Linked DNA regions of Pan troglodytes: region 2 is linked to region 1. A link is a contact called in public HiChIP or PLAC-seq data. All regions are on one chromosome and are shown on one strand. The core of a region is the stretch at or near the end of the contact, and the rest is flanking DNA. Distances in the headings are between cores, read along the strand shown. Region 1 holds the start of LIPG (lipase G, endothelial type). Region 2 holds the start of ACAA2 (acetyl-CoA acyltransferase 2).

Region 1 (5,685 bases), core at 2,933-5,432:
TTTCCTATCAAAAGGAGTTCTACTTCCTTCCTACTTTTAGAGTACAGGTTCTCAATTCTTTTTCTGAAATGCTTGGGAGCAGGTGAGTTTCAGAATTTAGAAGTTTTCAGATTTTAGAAAGGCATCATGGAGCATAAACCATATATTATATAATGCTGCCAGTGGGGCCTGGGCTATTCCCCCTGGATCAAACACCCTAATATTTCTGCAGAGAATACATAACCACTCACATTTGAGGGCAAATATAAAGATAACCAATAGCCTCCTGTTACCTCAGGCCAGGTTTTTGCTGCCAAATAAGTTCAGATCAGGTAAGGCCAGGTCTTGCTGCCAAACAAGTTACCAAACACATTTTCCAATTTTGAGAGTTTGTGGATTTTGGAATTGGAGGCAAGAGGCTGTTGACCTGCTGGAAAATAGGCTTCCCCTAGTGTTCCCATCTAGGGAAACTCAGGCATCCTCAGTGCCCTTTCTAGTGATGGCATGTGCCAGGCATTCATCTGGTTTGTTAAGTAAATGACTAAAGCCATGGAGAAACTCCTAAAAGCAACAAAAATCCCCCCTTCCAGCTTCACTGCTCATGCACAGTGCCACCTAGGAGACAGCCCTGCTCCCAAAGTTCAGCTCATGTCACTGATGGCCACTGTGGCTTAACACTAAGTAGGTGCTGTCATCATGACACCGTTTCAGAAAGTCATAAATGGACCCCACCCAGCACTCTTTCAGCCATCCTGGGATGCATCACTGGATAACTGGCTAGAAAGTTAGAGTATCAGACTCTCCTATCACCCAGCAGGGAAAGATGTCAAATGACCATCTTGGAGTTAATTTATCTCAGAGTTAAGAAGCAAAAGGAAGAAGATACCAAAAGGAAAGAGATATAGTGGTGGAGAGGGCAGAGGGGAAAGGAGGGAGAGGGGGGAAGAATGCAGCAGATGTAAGAGGGATAAGGTTCCAGAAAATGCTGCTGAATGCACATGAGCGGAAGTCAGGTTAACCGTCATGAAAGTAATGAACAAAAGCCCCAACCAGCAGAAATTTGAATCACGGACATAATGAGTTCGACAACTCCCCACCTTCTACCCAGATAGCCACTCATGCAGAGGCCAGATGGGGAAACCTAGGAGAAAAGAAGTCTCCTAGATTCCTGAGACAGATCTGCGGATAAACCCACATATAGACAAAGACTCTTCCTCTTAGCGTCTGACCTGCTCTGACCCCAAAGTTCTCTAGGTACATTCCTACTACTTTTGGCCTGGGTCACTTCAGCCTCTGGGACTTTCTGATTGTTCCTCACCCAGATGTCCTCATGGCTCCTTCTCTCACCCCCTTCAGCTCTTTGCTCAATGGTCAACTTCTCCAGAAAGGCCTTCCCTGACCACATCATAAAATCCCACCACCTTCCCCCACCAACATGCCCCACCTTCCTCCTCTGCTTGATTTTTCTCCATAATACTGAGCACCACTGATATTTTAATCAGTGCACTGTCTTCCCACCACTGAAATGTAAGTGTCACAAGGGCACAGATTGCCATCTATTTTGTCCACTGCTCTCTCCCCTGCTCCCAGAATAGTGTCTAACGCTAAGTAGGTATGCAGTAAATACTTTTTGCAATGAAGGAAATGACTCACACATACTCAGAGGCCCAGAACACAGAAGTTAGAAGGAACTTTAGCATTTTACAGGTGAGGAGCCAGAGATGAGACCTGCCCTAGGCAATGCTTCTAGTTAGCACCAGAGTTGGAAACAGGTTGAGTAAAGCAAGGCTTTCCATTCATTCACAGTAACCCTCCCACACATACACAAGCCCACACAGACCATTTGGCACAACCTCAGCAGACTAGAAGATGAGATGATGGGGTTCCGTTTAGAGGCTCCCCAGCCCTCCACTGCTTATCAGCTGACTTAGTTCTCACTCTGATTCTGATTCCCCCAGAGCTGACTGACTCTGGCTCCCCCAGGGCAAGCTGCCTCCACTGGCAAAGGCTGCCATACAGAACCCAAGAGGAAGAGAAGCTAAAAGCCAGGCGGAGGAAAGGGAGGAGGAGTGGGAAGAGGAAGAGTCGGGGGAGCACAGGAGTGTTGAAGAGGAAAAGGCTGGCAACCTGGGGGAATAGGCCCGGCAGCTTCTAAGCACAAGCGACCCACCAGACGCTCCCTGCAAGCACGAATCAAACCAAAGCCAGCTACCCTGCCACCTGAACTTTCAAGACACCTACACCAAGATTAAAAGGCAGCTCCAGGAGACACAGCTCTGACAACCTTCTTGCCTCTCAAACCTCCAGGTTCTGGCATGAGGACAAGGTTTCAGAGCTGCTGCCAGGCCGCTCGGCTGGCTGGACAGCACCAGCACTGGCTTAGGGAGCCGTATAAGGGAAGGAGGTGGGGGTGGGAGGGCTGGCAAGAGCCAGCGCACCCTGCCAGCCTTTGCCTTTTGCATGACTTGCCGGGGATGCCCCCATCAGACCAGCAGAGAGACAGGTGGACTCCAAGGTGGATTGGAGGAGAGAATGGGCAGCGCAGTGGGAAAGGAAGAATTTCATAGGAACAAGGAGGGTTTGAAGAATCAGCAAGACAGAGGGGACCCAGCACAGAGAAGTGGCTGGGGGGAATAAAAACAAATGCACGTTACCTTCCAGCCGTCCCTCTGGACCAAAAGGTACGGGGCTCCCCGCAGCAAAGCAATAGCAGAGGCTCCAGAAACAGAGCAGAGGAACGGAGTTGCTCATCCTGCCCCGCCACACCCCCTCCCCAGAAACAGGAGTTTTAAAAAACAAAAACCACCTCTTGGTGTTTCCAGCAATCCCGGCCGGTAAGACCCTTCTCTCGGCCAGGGGCTGGGGGACTGGAGGCAGAGAAGGTGGAAAATGAAAACTTGGCGGCACGGAGCCCGGGCGGTGGCAGGGAGCGAGTGTCAACGGCTTGCCCCAGAACCAGATCTGCCCTCGTCCTGAGCCGCCGGGAGGCAAGGGCTCGCTGCTGTCACGCTCCTATAGAGGTAGTTTTTAAAAGTATGGGAGTCATCTGACCCATCGCCAGATGGTGATTTGCATAATTTATTCCCGTCTCTGGGCTCTGATTGGTCACACCTTGCTGACGCCCGAACCGAGACTGGAGAAAGTTTGAATGAAAGCGCTGCACACTCACCGCGTGGACGCCGCACGCTCGGCCCCGCTTCCTCCCGGGCCCGCTCCGCAGGCAGCTGCGACTCCAGCAGCTCCAGCTTTCTCCCACTGCCCTCCTCCGGACACCCAGATCCTCCTCTCCCCACTGCCATCCCAAGTGGCGGAGGCGGACATTTCCCTGAAACCCTGCGTCCGCTGGGGACGCGATCCCTGGAGAAGGAGAGCATCCTCTCCAAGGCGCAAAGCCACACACTCTCTGGGAGTGGTCTATCCGCTCCCTGGGCCGGGAGTCCGTCGGGGGAGAGCCACCTGGTCATCCCCTTTGTCCTTCTCTTCTCCCTCCCTTCCCGCCTAGCGAGGGCCGCAACAGGTGCAGAAGGCGCGGCCGCACAATAACCCGGCGGAGCTAAGGGGCTGTGAGCTGCGGCCGGCGCTGGAGGATCGCACAGTACCTTCTCGGAATGCTCGCTCCGCCACTAGCTGCAAAACTCCAAGCGAGCCAGCCAGCTTCTCCGAGGCGGTTCTCTCGTCCGCAGTACGTGGGTGATAATGTATCGGCGGCTTAGGGATGTTGGGAAAACTAAGAGTTCACGTAGCAAAGCACTTAGCGAGGCGCGGAGCTCGTGGCAGGCGCTCTCCTATGGTGGGGTGGAGGGCTACGGGAACACCAGGCGACCTCCCCAAAGGGACCAGTGAGCCGAGATTTGGAGTCTAAGACGCGTGGCCAGCGCCCAGTGTCTGCCGATGAGCACTCACTCCTTGGCGAGTGAAATCAAGCATCTCCTTTCTCTCTGTTCTCCATCATTTCCTCCCGGCTCTCCTTCCCTTTATTGATCCGGGTCCTGGGGCAGAAAGCAGCGAGCGGAGGGAGAACTTGGCCCGGAGTCTGCGTCTGGCGCTGGGGAGCGGGGACTGAGCCCGGAACACCGACGGGGCGGCTGCGCCAACAACCACTGCGGACGCAGGGCGGGTGCGAGAGGCTGAGAGGCTGCGCCCCGCCATCCAGCCTCGCTCCAGCCGGGAGGATCCGGCTCTTTAAGACGATACCCTTAACCCTGCAGTCGCCCGGAACAGGTCCTGCCCCTGCCTGGGGAGGGAAAACCCCCACAGCAGTCCCGTGCCCCTTCCTCCCTAGCGTCGAGGATCCAACTGGAGAGACCTGTGTGAGGAAACCGAGCCGGAGCCAGCAGATCCTGTTCCGACCTCGCCTCATTACTTTTGTTACTCCAGCTGCCAGCAGAGCACGCTTTGTCCCTCCCGTGTGCTATCATTCATTAACAAGACGCAGACGGGCTTTAGTTTTTTAGTATAGAACTCAATGGTCTGTATGCGATGGTAAATATCACCCCCAGATATGTTGTTCCCACTCTGTCTCTCTCTTCATGAGGAAACTATACAGACATAGGTCTAATGTTATCTCCATTTTACAGATGGGAAAACTGAGTCATGGGGACAGGCTGCAGATTTGAAGAAAGTCTCAAGACAACCAGGTCTCTCTTCTCTGCTCTAGGTTCAATTTGGCCAATTGACCTTTAAATGTGAGCTCTTGGCAACCTGGTCTAGTGGCTGAGGCAGGGGGTAAGCTGTAGTCAAAAGTCCTCTTCCCTAACCCTGGCAACGTAGACACTCATCTCTACCAAAAAAAATTTTTTTAAATTAGCCAGGCAAGGTGGTACACCTGTAGTGCAAGCTATTAATACTTGGGAGGCTGAGGCGGAAGGAGTCCTTGAGCCCAGGAGTTCAGGGCTGCAATGTACCATGATCACACCACTACACTCCAGCCTGGACATCAGAAGAAAAAAACTCCTTCCCTGTTCTGAGTTGCTCATAGCCATGGTCCCTAGAACATTAACTGGATAATGTGGAGAGTGTGTCTTGAGAGCCTTTGTTATAGGTGAGATACCCCCACGGAAGCTAGGGTATTTTGCAGGGTATTGTTGGAAGGTAGTCCTGCAAAGTTAGTTATCCTGCCTAGAAAAAAAGAAAAACCCGGCCGGGCGCAGTGGCTCACACCTGTAATCCCAACACTTTGGGAGGCCGAGGTGGGCAGATCACCTGAGGTCAGAAGTTCGAGACCAGCCTGACCAACATGGAGAAACTCCATCTCTACTAAAAATACACAAAAAATTAGCTGGGCGTGGTGGCGCATCCCTATGATCCCAGCTACTCGGGAGGCTGAGGCAGGAGAATCGCGTGAACCTGGGAGGCGGAGGTTGTGGTGAGCCGAGATCGCACCATTGCACTCCAGCCTGGGCAACAAGAGTGAAACTCCTTTGCAAATAAATAAATAAATAAATGAAAAACCTGTGTTTTACAGGTTCAACAAATCAACATCTATTTTTTAACTGCCAAGGCTATGAAACCATTTAGGTTTTATTGCTAGTTGGTTAGAGTGCCCTCCTGTGTCTCCACATTAAAATAACATGCGAGAATTTTCAAAGGACATCATGAAATTATAATTGTAGCATTAGAATGTATGATGTCAACTGTTCTGCTTCATCCTTCCCAAGAACAAGGAGATCTGAAGAGCCTCTCGCCTGGAGGAGTTCCAGCTGAGGA
Region 2 (5,630 bases), core at 2,554-5,053, 250 kb before region 1:
GCCAAGTGGGTGACTTGAAAGAGTCAAGAGCGTGGCTTAACCTCTTGACTTGGGGTTTTATATGTTGGCCTACTTCTGCGGTCTTGTGTTACTTCTCTCAACTCCTGAGATCTTGTCAGGAAGTGGCTGTTCACCAGTTTCATGTGTTTTCTATCGGGAGACTGCCTTTCTCTGATGCTGGCTGCGACCAATGACTACTTTAGAAAGACAGTTAACAACTGCCTTGACCATCACTGGATGGTCACAAGATGCTCCTGGTGTGTGTGTGGAGGGGGGAGCTCTCTCCTGCCCTGCTCATGCCTGACTAGGTACCCACTGTAACAGGGAGAACCTGCAAACTCCACACACACAGTGGCCCTGGCCAGGAAGCAATTCTTTTTTTCTCACCAACATTATGTCAAAATGACAATGAATGAAACAATGTTATGTAGGGACCTGCTGTATACTATGCAGTGAAAAGTTGACTTTTGAAACCACCTTCCAATCTAAAGATGGATTCACTTTTTGAGTGGCTGACCAAAGAATACCCTCACTTGAGGAAAGCCTTCAGCTCATTCTCAAAGAGGTTTAGGCCTAGCTTCAAAGCCTCAACAGGAAAACCGCATTTGAAAAGAAGCAAATTTCATACAAGATACACTTAATAACAGTTCAGAAAGAGAAAAGCAGACTGACTTCCAGGAACTGATTTGAAACTCAGAGCTAGGCCTGGGTCATACTAGAAGCTGGCCTGGTCCTCTGTGTTGGGCCGTGTTGTTCTTTTGCTATGAACAACCTTATAAAACACCAATATCAGATGTGGTCACTCTGTGACTACACTAAAGTGATATGAAACAAGACTGTAATTTTGCCCAGGCACAAAAACAAGATCACTGTGTAAACCATATAACACCAAATATGCCCTGTCCCAGGTAATATGAGGGACTGTAGCTGCTTTCCCAGGTGCAGCTTGAGCCTAGCTCTAATCAGCCCTCCTTCAGGATAAGATGATACTGTGACGGTTAATATTAGTTGTCAACTTGATTGAAGGATGCCTAGATAGCTGGTAAAGTATTGTTCCTGAGTAGGTCTGTGAGGTTGTTGCCAGAGGAAATTAACATTTGAGTCGGTGGCCTGGGAGAGGAAGAGCCACCCTCAGTGTGGGTGGGCACCATGCAATTGGCTGCCAGCACAGCTAGAACAAAGTGGGTGGAAGAAGATGGGATAAGCTGGCTTGGTGAGTCTTCTGGCTTTCATCTTTCTCCTGTGCTGGATGCCTCCTTCCATTCCTCCTGCCCTTGGACATCAGACTCCAGGTTCTTCAGCCTTTGGACCCTTGGACTTACACCAATGGCTTGCCAGGAGCTCTCAGGCGCCCTTTGGTCACAGACTGAAGACTACACTGTTGGCTTCCCTACTTTTGAGGCTTTTGGACCCAGACTGAGCCATTCCTGGCTGAGCCTGCTGATGGCCTATTGTGGGACTTCACCTTGTGATCCTGTGAGTCAATTCTCCTTAATAAACTCCCTCCCTCCCTCCCCTCCCTCCCTTCCCTCCCTCCCTTCCTTTCTTTCTTTTGCTTTTTTTTTTTTTTTTTTTTGAGACGGGGTCACAGAGTCTCGCTCTGTCACCAGGCTAGAGTGCAGTGGCACGATCTTGGCTCACTGCAACCTCCGCCTCCTGGGTTCAAGTGATTCTCCTGCCTCAGCCTCCCAAGTAGCTGGGACTACAGATGCACGCCACCACGCCCAGCTAATTTTTGTATTTTTAGAAGAGACGGGGTTTCACCATGTTGGCCAGGCTGGTCTCTATCTCTTGACCTCGTGATCCACCCGCCTCGGCCTCACAAAGTGCTGGGATTACAGGTGTGAGCCACCAGGCCTGGACTTAAACTCCCTTCCATATATACATATGTCCTATTAGTTCTGTCCCTCTGGAGAACCCTGAATAGTACTGATACCCAAAGACTTGTCCCTACTTCCTGACAGTACCCAATCCAGAGTGAACCCTATTCCTATTTTAGCCATTTTTTGTTTTTCACCACACTGATGTTTTTAAAGAGTTCGGGTCAGTTGTTCTGTGGAATGTACCTCCATGTGGATTTGTCTCATTGTTTCCTTATAATTAGATTCAGGCCAGATGTTTTCAGAAGAAATTCTACGCAAGTGAGATTGTGTTGTTGCTGTAGCAAGGGGAGCGCATGACGTCAGTTTGTCCCTTTATTGGTGATGGGACACCATTACTTCATAATTTGGTGAAGTAATACCCGCAAGATTTATCCATTGTAAAGGTACCCTTTCCTCTTCATGAGACTTGGAGACTATGTCAATATTCTCTCATATATTTACATGTTTTAATATATGTAAACCTTTCACTGAATGGTGTTAGAATCCACTCATTAGTGACATTTCCAATTAGAGAAAACACAGTACATCTATAAAGACCTACTGATGGTGATCTGCAGTGGGAAGTTGTGATACTTAACCTTTCTTAAATATGTGGAGGCAAATTGAATAGAAAACTGTGTACAAAAATGAACACTCTATACATGAGCTTTTTTTTTTTTTTTTTTTTTTTTTTTTGAGACGGAGTCTTGCTCTGTCACCCAGGCTGGAGTGCAGTGGCGCGATCTCGGCTCACTGCAAGCTCAGCCTCCCAGGTTCACACCATTCTCCTGCCTCAGCCTCCCCGGCAGCTGGGACTACAGGCGCCCGCCACCACGCCCAGCTAATTGTTTTGTATTTTTAGTAGAGATGAGGTTTCACCGTGTTAGCCAGGATGGTCTCGATCTCCTGACCTCGTGATCCGCCCACCTCGGCCTCCCAAAGTGCTGGGATTACAGGCGTGAGCCACGGCGCCCAGCCTATACATGAGCATTTGTGAAGCTTGTCTAAGATTTGTACATTTGATTGTGTGGATATTTTGCCTTAAAAAGAACTGTAAATGAATAATGTGTGCTGATGTGTTCATGGGTGTAGAGTACTAAGGTCTGCATTAAAAAGATAAGATGGTTTGATGGAAGAACAGGTGGATAGCAATATAGCAAAATGTTAACAATTGGGTCGATATGTGTCCACTGTACAAGTCTTCCCACTTTTCTGTAAGTTTGAAAGTTTTCATAATACAAATTTGGATTTAAAAACACCCCAACATTGCAAGAGTGTCACCAAAGTGTTTGAAAAGCAGGATTCTAGGGGGGGCATTCGCTGACGACTCAGAGAAACCGTCCATGCCACCCACCACCCCTACGCACTCAAAAGAAGCCCTCGCTAGGCAGCCCGGCCCTCCGAGCCCTGGTATCGAGGGGCTCTCCGCCTCTCCCCTGCCCCGGCCGCCTCCTGCTTGCCCGGCCTCAGTCTGTTCTCAGAACATACTCCATCACCTGGTTCCCAGAACTCAGATTGCGCAGTGGTCTCGTCATCATCGGCCAGGACTCACAGTGCCCGCGGCAGAGGCCTCCCTAGACCTCCCTCCCGTCCAGCCTCACCCGCTGCCTACTCTCCTCACGCCCCTGCTCCAGGTCCCCTGGCCCCATTTCGCTCGCCACGTTTTCATAATCCTCTCAGGCTCCGGGCAAGCGGCGCCGCCCGCAATGGGACCTGATCATATAAGGAAAATACTGCGGGCTCATCCGGGGGCTGCAATGGGGACCCGAAAGCGCCCTAGCCTACTACACTCACCGCACCCCAACTGCCGCCCACCTCTCTGCCCTGCCCCCAGTACAGTACCCAAAACCGGTCCGGGTCCAGCTCGGCGGCCCAAGCCTCTGCCCAGCGGACTGCGCACCCGCCCGCCCCAGCCAATCCCGCCGCCGCCGCCGCGCCCCGCCCACAGGACGTTCGGTCCCGCCCCCAGCTGGCGGCCGCGGCCGCCCGCGCGCCAAGTTCCTCAGCCCTTGGCTCCTGCCCAGTGTTTAGGGTGTTGGCGGAGACAAAGGGGAAGAGTCATCGCCTGTCGGGGCTAGGATATGATGGGTGAGAGGTGTCAAACCAAATTCTCTCGGTTTGGAAACGGAGAAAATCTAAAAACGAGGATGTGAGGAAAGAGTCCGCTCTCAAGGCGCGTTGTGGTCTATCCGAGCCCCGTCCCCTGGGCTCCCTCGGGCTGGGGTGAGGCGGGCAGCTACGCGTGGGGTAGGACCATCTTACGCTGGGACCCCGCCAAGGAGCCCCAGGAAGTAGGTGAAAGGGCAGGGGCGTGGCTCTCGGGGCGCCACCCACGCTCTTGAAATCTGGGTGATTGCGAGCGGCCGCTCAGCGTCCCCCACACCACAGACCCGCGCCGCCGACGACCCAGCCGCCGCCATGGCTCTGCTCCGAGGTGAGCGCAGCCCCCTCCTCCTCTCCTCGCCCCTCGGGGTCCTGCCCTCCCCAGGCCAGGCCTCCGCTTCCGGCCGCCGCGGAGAGTCGGGGTCGTGGGGTGAAGTTCACTCAACCTCCTCGGTTTTGGAGCGGACGTGATAAAAACCCAGCCCGAAAGGCTTGTTTGGGTTAAGGAGAAAACCCTTACTTGTAAGGCGCTAGCGACAGCGATTTCGGTGCAATTTCCTGTTTAGTTGAGACCAAAGTTTGCTTGCATGTGACCTTGGAGGTCATTCCTTTCTTCGCCTAACAGTGACCCCACTAGTTCGAATCCAAGTATTAGAAAAAATGGGGCGGCGCCATAGGCCGCGGGCGCCTGCTGCGGGGCAGCTGCGCACAGGAGCCCGCCGCTCGGCCTCGGTGGTCAGGGCTCCCCGGGTGAATCGATGGAGAGGCCTGCAGAAATGGTAGCTGGTGTTCTGCTGAAAGACCTGCCCTGCTCCCATTTCCCTTCTGTTGCTTTAGATTAGAGCGGTCACTCTATACCTAAGTTCTAGGGTTATGAACTTGTTTAAAACAACTGTGTAATAAACTCCCTTTTCAAAACAAGTGGGCACAGTCAATGGAATCTTACTTTAAGGATGTACGAGTCGGAAAACATTGAGGTGGAATACATATCGAGGCCCTGAGACAGGAAAAAGCTTGGCAGGATCTAAGAACCAAGCATTTTGGTGCTCCAGGGCCCTGTGGGCTCTGTAAGAAGGTGGGGTTTTGTTCCAAATTCAGTGGAAGGCAATACAGGGATTTAAAGCGGGATAATGACAGGATCTGATTTCCACTCTGTCCGAATTTGGGGCGGTCTGTGTAATGGCGAAGAGACCATTTAAGGATCTATTGTAGAGGTCCAGGGAGCAGCAAATGATGGCTTTGACTCGTGTGGGGCAGTGTAATTGGGGAGAAAAGGGGAGGGATGAGTTGAGATAGATTTGGAGGTGGATTTGATAGAAAGTGGATTGGATGTGGTGGAGTAAATATAAGAAGGAAATGTCGAGAATGATGAAAAGTGTCTGGTTTGATGAACCGTGTTCATGATGATGCCACTTACAGAGTGAGGAAAATTGGGAAAGGAATAGATGTGGAAAGAAGGATTGAGAATTCAGTTTTAGGCAGAAAACTTTTTGGTGCCTGTGAAGCAGCCAAGTGGAGATGCCAGCTAAGCATTGGTTAGGGGGATCTGAAAGTCAGAAGAACCAAAGTGGCATGGGAACAAATCAAGGGAAAAATCCGTATTCTGGGACCAAATGCAGTGTTTACAGTTTCCTGCAACGTGGATTTCATTTGCCAGTGCCCTTC

The links. HiChIP or PLAC-seq counts read pairs in DNA pulled down with a chosen protein or histone mark.
Region 2: a contact with region 1 is called in an H3K4me3 HiChIP or PLAC-seq map of stem cell-derived excitatory neurons, with 5 times the contacts expected there. The contact joins the promoter of ACAA2 here to the promoter of LIPG in region 1. A contact is called at or near these places in 1 of 7 Hi-C or Micro-C datasets (stem cell-derived neural progenitor cells), 1 of 1 datasets of contacts at active chromatin or transcription factors (stem cell-derived excitatory neurons) and 1 of 1 other capture datasets (stem cell-derived neural stem cells).

Annotation. Positions count from the first base shown.
Region 1 is chr17:59,631,978-59,637,662 of NHGRI_mPanTro3-v2.0_pri, reverse strand. LIPG (lipase G, endothelial type) reads right to left here and starts at 4,182. Exons shown (of 10, transcript XM_009433982.5): 1 at 3,149-4,182. The coding sequence starts at 3,443.
Region 2 is chr17:59,881,720-59,887,349 of NHGRI_mPanTro3-v2.0_pri, reverse strand. It overlaps ACAA2 (acetyl-CoA acyltransferase 2), which reads left to right and starts at 3,803. Exons shown (of 10, transcript XM_512127.7): 1 at 3,803-4,296. The coding sequence starts at 4,281. It also overlaps LOC112206299 and LOC112206295.